2 separate regions of the Mus musculus genome follow, and region 1 is linked to region 2. Evidence: chromatin contacts called from public HiChIP or PLAC-seq data. All regions are on one chromosome and are shown on one strand. Each heading gives the region's core, a stretch centred on a gene start, on an enhancer-like site or on the middle of the called end of the contact. The rest is flanking DNA. Distances are from core to core; before and after follow the strand shown. Region 1 overlaps Ppip5k2 (diphosphoinositol pentakisphosphate kinase 2). Region 2 holds the start of Panct2 (pluripotency-associated noncoding transcript 2).

Region 1 (3,500 bases), core at 138-2,637, 870 kb before region 2:
CCTGGAACATTGTTTATGTTTCTTCCTCTGCACTGTTTGCTGATCATTGTGTAGTAATAATGAATAAAATCTTATGCTTTCTACACAAACTCTTTCTCTTCGTTTTTTGGCATGTCTCAAATTGCCATGTAAGCTTTACAATAAGCTTATTAAAAATATTATTGGGATTTTTATTAAGCTTGCATGAAATCCTGTTTCCATGTCTTGTACCAGTTTACATTCAGCCTTTCAACATGTAAAAATTTGATAGCACATTTATTTAGATTCCTTAAAATTTTGAATAACATTTTCAGTGATAGTCAGTATATCCTATTCCTGTTAGACTTGAGGTGAAGTAAATGGTATTTTTAATGCAGTTGGTTTTGGCACTCCTTGAAAATGTTTGCTGTTCTTTGATTGTTTTGATGTAGAAGTATAGTCTTTAATATTAATGTAAAGTTAATCTGAGCTATTTTCCAGTCTTTATAGTTTGTTATTGGTGGTCTTAAAGAGCATGCAGTCTTCCTGCCTGAGCCCCCTGATTCTGGGACTGGAGGGTTACAGCACCACCCCTTCCTTAAAATAGCACTTGTTTTTCTGGTCACATTTTCCCAGAGGAAGATTTAATACTTGTCTGTTAGACTTGACTTTTTCTCTGTTTTTGTTGTTGTTCTATTTTTGAAATCACCTTTTAACAAACTATGCAATTATATATGGTCTTTTAAAAATTTTTTTACTAAGTTAATGTCATGAAAATGCTTTGCTCCTAGAATAACGTCAACTTTTTTTATACGGTATTAATTTGAGCTTACAAATGATATGGTTTGGAGTTTGGCATCTATAGTCATGGATTCGCCAGCCTTTCTGTCTTCATTTCCTTGTCAGTAATATGCTGAAGGAAAAAAATAGCAAGGAAATCCTTCCCTACTTGGGGAGAAGGATTCATAAACAGCTACTTCATTTCTGCTCTAAACACTGTGGAGTTACTACTAAATAAGAAATACTATTAAATAATGAGTACTACTAAGCCCCGTGGAAACTTCTTGTGTGAACTTTGTTTTTTTTTTTTTTTTCCATTTTTTATTAGGTATTTAGCTCATTTACATTCCCAATGCTATACCAAAAGTCCCCCATACCCACCCCACCCCCACTCCCCTACCCACCCACTCCTCCTTTTTGGCCCTGGCGTTCCCCTGTACTGGGGCATATAAAGTTTGCAAGTCCAATGGACCTCTCTTTCCAGTGATGGCCGACTAGGCCATCTTTTGATACATATGCAGCTAGAGACAAGAGCTCCAGGGTACTGCTTAGTTCATATTGTTGTTCCACCTATAGGGTTGCAGCTCCCTTTAGTTCCTTGGGTGCTTTCTCTAGTTCCTCCATTGGGGGCCCTGTGTAATTAGCAAAACTAAGAATGGTTCAGCACGTGTCTGTTAGGTCTGCGTCTCTATTGTTCTGTACTTACAGGAGGTTTTCTGACTCCATCTGAGTTTTTTGTGCTGTATGTGGATTCTGTGGAGTTGTCACTGTTGTACATCATCAGCCCTCTGAGTTATTATTTACATGTCTGTTTCTCTGAATGTGATTGCCTTCTTAGTTTGAGTCTTAGCCACATCATTAATTATAGCACACAACACTAGTGACAAGTGTACTGTGAGCTTGTCCTGCGCTTTGCTGGGTTTATCAGGTCCAGCGTTCTTTTCAGTCTCTGTGGCGTGGTGGCCTCCCTCCTTTCTGTTTTTAAGAGGAGGATTTACTTCATCGCTCCAGCTCTCCTTTCACTTGGGAATCTCCTCCTCCAGCTGGAAGAGTAGCTGCGCTTGCTGTCATAAGTCATTAGCTGGCTTAGTGGATGGTGTCTTGGGCTTTTCTGCTTCTAGAATTATGCAGTCCACAAGAAGGATAACGTTCCCTCTTCCCTTACCTATTTGGAGCTCATGCTTTGTTTTTTTCTCTTACCTGATTGTTCTGGCTAAGTAAGTCTAGTAGAACTGTGCTGACCGTGGTAAAAATGGTAGTTATTTCCCTCTTCTGGTCTCAGAAAAAACTGAGCTTCCCCTGGCCAGTGTGGTGCTGGCTGAGTTACTCTGCACAGCCTTTGGTATATTAAAATAAGTGCCTCCAGTACCAAAGTCAGGGAGATTTTACTGTTAAGGGCTATATAGTTTGTATTGTTTCCCTTTTTTCTTTTTTGAGATTATCTTATAATTATATCATTTTCCTCTCTCTTCTCCCCAAACCCTCCTCCTTGCTTGGATGCTTTTTCTTCCTCTACAGGAGTGAGCTCCTGAGGCTAGTGCACTCTGCTGTTTACTTTTTACATATAGTGACCCATCGTAAACCTGAGAAGGTACTAATGGTATATCATTTTTTGATGTTCTGTTGTGCTTGGCTTGCCAGTATTTTACATTTATTTATGGCAGCACAGATCTATAATCTCCCTCTTCCTGCGCTGCCTTCCTTTCCTCGGGCCTTTCCTTCTGTGTCTGCTCTTCATCCCAGGTAAATGCTGATCTTGTGGGATGAATTTGCAGTGTTTCCTTCCTTTTCATTTTTTGCGGGATAGTTGGAGATAAATTGGCGTTAGTTTTTAAGTTTAGATAGAATTGAGCAGTGACACTTTCTAATGATGATTGTGTAGTTGGGAGACTTGTTTCTATATGAATCTTTTTTTTTTCTTTTTTTACAACCAAAAATTAATAGATTTGGTAAGGTTTTCACATCTGGTCTGCATTAACCATACGAGCTACTCATTTGAGGTCTGTCCTATATTTTCTATGAAACATTTTAATGATGTGATCAAGCATCAGGAATCTCTAGTACAATGTTCTCTTTCTCGCTTATGGAATGGCACATACAGTGAGTCCCACTAGCCCAGCATGTGTTCTGCATACCTGCATGACTGTTGCAGAGGTATCGTGCACAGTCCTTCTCTGTGTGATGGCCATACACATTACTGTTAGCTCAGATTTTTAATTGTGTCTACCATACCTGTGGGCAGGTCATTCTGGTATTGTCTTAGATCAGCTTCACCAATACATCTTTCTTGGCCAACAAGCTGATTAATTGATGGTCGGTAGTTTGTTGCTTGGCTTGGTTCCTTTTGATGCACCCTTTCTGTTTGAATCCTATATACAAGCTATTTACCATTTTTTACCTTGGTGAATCCCAGATTTCATTTTGAACTTGGTGCTCTTAGTTCAACAATATTAGATTTCTTCCCAACATTTCTGTAGAATCAACAAACTTCTCTAAAACAAACAAAGCTGTCTTTTAACATCAGGTTCATGTTCTTGATCCCTGACCATTTTGTTTTTCTTTTATAATTCTTTGTGACCTTGATGTCTCTTAGATGCTTTAAAGAATAAAATGCTATTCTCCCTGAAGTTCCACTACCTCCAGCAGTAACATTGGTCCAAAATACCAAGTTCACTATAACTGGAAGTACAATTCCTCTTTGCATTTTGTTGTATTTGTAGAAACCTATTTCATCTTGCTACATATCTTGCCAATGTAAGTTT
Region 2 (3,621 bases), core at 104-2,603:
ATGAAAAACAAAAAACAAAAAACCGCTGTGCTGAGATCCCTGAAAGTGGCGCCCTCGCATACGAGATAGTGTCGCCCTGTTCTCTCACCTGGCGGAGGCCGGGTCTCACTCCCACACAGAGCATTGTGGTTGTCGCTTGGGGCGACCGGTGTAGAGCAGAGCAGCGCTGACACCTCGAGGTGCCTAGGTCCCGGAGGTCCGGGAGTGTCCGGGTAGCTGCGGTGACCGTGCAGTGACAGATGGGGAGGGCCGGGAGGCGGAGACTAGTCCGGCCTTAGGGCGCTGTCACCTGCCCAGGGGCGGAGCCAGAAAAGAAACCAGCCTTTGCCGATCGTACTCACACAGGAGTCTAGAGAACCTTTCTTGACCATGCAGGGCTCCAAAGGAATAGAGAACCCGGCTTTCGTCCCTTCCAGCCCAGGCACCCCACGCCGTGCGTCTGCTTCGCCCTCCCAGGTGGAGGTCTCTGCTGTGGCCTCCAGGAATCAGAATGGGGGTTCGCAGCCTCGGGAATCTGAGGAGCCTCAGAAGTCAACTGAGCCATCCCCGCCTTCTTCGAATCCCCCAGCTTCTGATGAGCCGCCGGGGTCACAGCTAAGCGAGCTTGAGGAGGGACCTTGCGGGTGGAGGGGCTTTCACCCCCAGTGTCTCCAGCGCTGCAACACCCCCCAAGGCTTTTTGCTTCACTACTGTCTCTTAGCCCTAACGCAAGGTAAAGTCCAGCGCCAGCTTCTGGGGGTCTTTGGCTGAGCTGATGGTTGGGTGGGGTCAAGCTTGGGGAGAGAAAGAGGCAGGTGCAGGGGAACCCACCAACTGTTCGGGTCTTTGACTCTGCTCTAGGTAACCCCCCACCCCCACTTCCCCATGCCTGGGTTTGGAACTTGAAGACGCTCTTGCCTGCGGGTGTTCGCTCTTGCCTGCGGGTGTTCGCCACATTCTGAGTGGTCCATATTTTAACACACCTCCCCCCTCCCCCTTAGCATTTTTACTAATTTTGTGTTCTGCCTCATTTTAGCAGAGTGGATTCCTCTAGGGAAGGTTCTGAGAATCCTCCTTTGGGAAAACGATAAGTCATAGTCTGTGTTTTAAAACCCTACTATCTAACTGAGATCTAGGGAAGGGATTTGTTTATTTGTTTGTTTTTACAGAGGGAGGATTAAAGGCTTTGCAAATAGGAGTGGACTGATTTTCCAAAAGGAGGAACGAGGATAGAAGTACTTACATTATGTAGCGTAGATTAGATGTAGGTAATCTTATTTTCTCGATATTTGAGAATGTGGGGACAAGCGCAGTCCTGTGAGTAAATGAGAGAAGGCTTCCAGCTGTGCAGGGTGAACCTTAATCAGCTCTTCAGTCTCAGGAGTTATCGAGTGTCTGTTTGTTCTAGGAGCCCTTTTAAACTCCCTTGGGACTAGCAGATTAAGCCAAGATTTATCCCCCCTGGAGTTTACAATCTAAACGGAGGTTCCTTGAGTGTGGTGGAGGGAGCGAGGGAGGTGTTTTTTGAAAAGGAAGCAGAAAGGAAGAAGTTGAAGTTGCTGGGTTTGCTTTCAACTCAAGGGATAGAATGAAGGGGAAGTTCTTCTAAGAAGACTATCTGAGGAGGGATGGGCTAAAAGTGGAACAGTTTGAAGGACCTGATGAAATTTAAGTTGAATTTGGTATGCAGACATTTTTGGTATAATCCCAAACTTTTTGTAATAGTCAAGGATAGGTTGAAAGGAATGAAACCCAAGAGTCAGTGGAGGGTTACTGGAAATGTTTCTCTGCTAAATTAATAGAAAACTAAATTGAAGTCTCTCATCTCCTGTTCTTATTTTATTTCTGTTTCCCCTACTTCAAGACACCCAGTTCCTCTTCTTCTTTTCTTTCTTCACCCTCTGGGTGCTAGGTAAATATTTGTTGACCCTAAGTAGGGTTCAGCTCCTTTTCCTGAAGGTTTTTGCTGTAGTTGAATTCCTTTCCTTATTGCAACATGGTTTCATTCTAGTTGATCTTGGTTGTAGTTAATCCCAAAGTAATGATAGTAGAGGATAGTTGCTAGAGCTGTATAGAATTAAAAAATAAAATATACCTTGTGTTTTACCTTAGATTTTATTCTGCGATGTCTGTTACTCCAAGAGATTTTATATTCAACATAAACTATTGTTTTAAACTATTATTGAAAAGAATTGGTACTCTCAGAGGGAAAATTGTGTCTACTTCAGTTTAAAGCATCATTTACTCTAGTTTAAGAAAAATAACCTGAGAAGAAAATACCCCAATATATTAGTTTATGCCCAAATTGAGGTTTCAGTAGCTGGATGTGTATTGTGTATCTTCTTATAGATATTTGCAAAATGAAGGTCTACTGTAAAAGTAGTGATATCTGTGACTATTTATTATTTATTTTTATTTCATTTTCACTTTATTTATTTACTTATTTGTAAAAGTTTTTTTCTGTGTAGTCTGGATATCCTGGAACTCATTTTGTAGGCCGGACTGGCCTCTAACTCACAGAGACCCCACATCCTGGGATTAAAGGCATGCATCATCAGGCCTAGTGTGACTAATTTTTAATTAGAGTTATAGTAGGTATATTGGAAGGTTGACCTTTGGCGTTTGGGTGAGAAATGTTTCATGTTATCAGGTAACTATGTCTTTGTGAAAGTCGTTTTTAGGTGCTTTGCACATTTCATTTTACAATCTTCAAATTGCTCACTGGTTTATAGTCTCTAAAAGGAGCCACAGACAAACACGATTTTAGGACCTTGAAAGGTATGATATCAATTTTGTTAAAGTATATTTTCAGTCACAGTCTTTTTTTGTTTTTTGTTTTTGTTTTTGTTTTGTTTTGTTTTGTTTGTTTTGTTTTTGTTTGTTTGTTTGTTTGTTTGTTTTTGAGACAGGTTTCTCTGTGTAGCCCTGGCTGTCCTGGAACTTACTCTGTAGACCAGGCTGGCCTCAAACTCAGAAATTTGCCTGCCTCTGCCTCCCAAGTGCTGGGATTAAAGGCATGCGCCACCACGCCTGGCTCAGTCACAGTCTTGATAAAGCAAAAGTACAGACTGTTGATATTATGAAATGTTTATGTTCACCCCAGTGAATGATGAACATAATACATAGTAACTCATAAGCATAATCAGCGAAAACTTTTCATTGCTTTTGGATTTTCACTTATCTTCACATTTCTGTTCCTATGGATTTAACTTAGGACATCTTGATATCAGTCACCACTGGACACTCACTCAGCCTTCTTTACCTGCTAGTCCTTCATTTCTCTTAGTAGAGGCAGGTGGACTGTACATAGCCTTTTCTTCCATATTTTACTTTGAATATGATGTAGAACATTGGTGGTCAAAACGATGCCCACGTTTTTGTTTATTTTTAATCCTGGCTCTTTGAAATCATCCATCTAAAATGGTCCTGGTGAACCAACCTATATTCCCAGCACCTGAGTACCCAAGCCAGTAAGATTGTTGATTCTAGGTGAGTCAAGGGACTTCAAAGAACCATATCTCAAAGTGCGTGAAGGAGGCTTTAGCATTTGTGAAAGTGTTAGAAGAAAAGGCTTGAGGGCTCAGCTTCCTCTTCTTGAACTTAATTCAGGGTGAGTTGAAGTTACAGATAAATATGGCTGAG

The links. HiChIP or PLAC-seq counts read pairs in DNA pulled down with a chosen protein or histone mark.
Region 1: an H3K4me3 HiChIP or PLAC-seq map of embryonic stem cells shows a contact between it and region 2, with 7 read pairs. The contact joins the enhancer-like site here to the promoter of Panct2 in region 2. A contact is called at or near these places in 2 of 39 promoter capture datasets (cranial neural crest and embryonic stem cells), 2 of 115 datasets of contacts at active chromatin or transcription factors (both in embryonic stem cells) and 1 of 9 other capture datasets (embryonic stem cells).

What each region holds. Positions count from the first base shown.
Region 1 is chr1:97,735,473-97,738,972 of GRCm38.p6, reverse strand. All of the region lies in intron 17 of Ppip5k2 (diphosphoinositol pentakisphosphate kinase 2), which reads left to right. Among named protein-coding and RNA genes, the nearest start is that of Ppip5k2, 33 kb to the left of the region's middle. Within about 2 kb of position 1,387, at least 2 of the 459 cell types and tissues checked have an H3K27ac peak or open chromatin away from gene starts, as enhancers often do. A contact at or near this core is called in embryonic stem cells, where this site is marked.
Region 2 is chr1:96,868,858-96,872,478 of GRCm38.p6, reverse strand. Panct2 (pluripotency-associated noncoding transcript 2) reads right to left here and starts at 1,353. Exons shown (of 4, transcript NR_131964.1): 1 at 1,223-1,353; 2 at 89-289. It overlaps Slco4c1 (solute carrier organic anion transporter family, member 4C1), which reads left to right and starts at 308. Exons shown (of 13, transcript NM_172658.3): 1 at 308-712. The coding sequence starts at 370.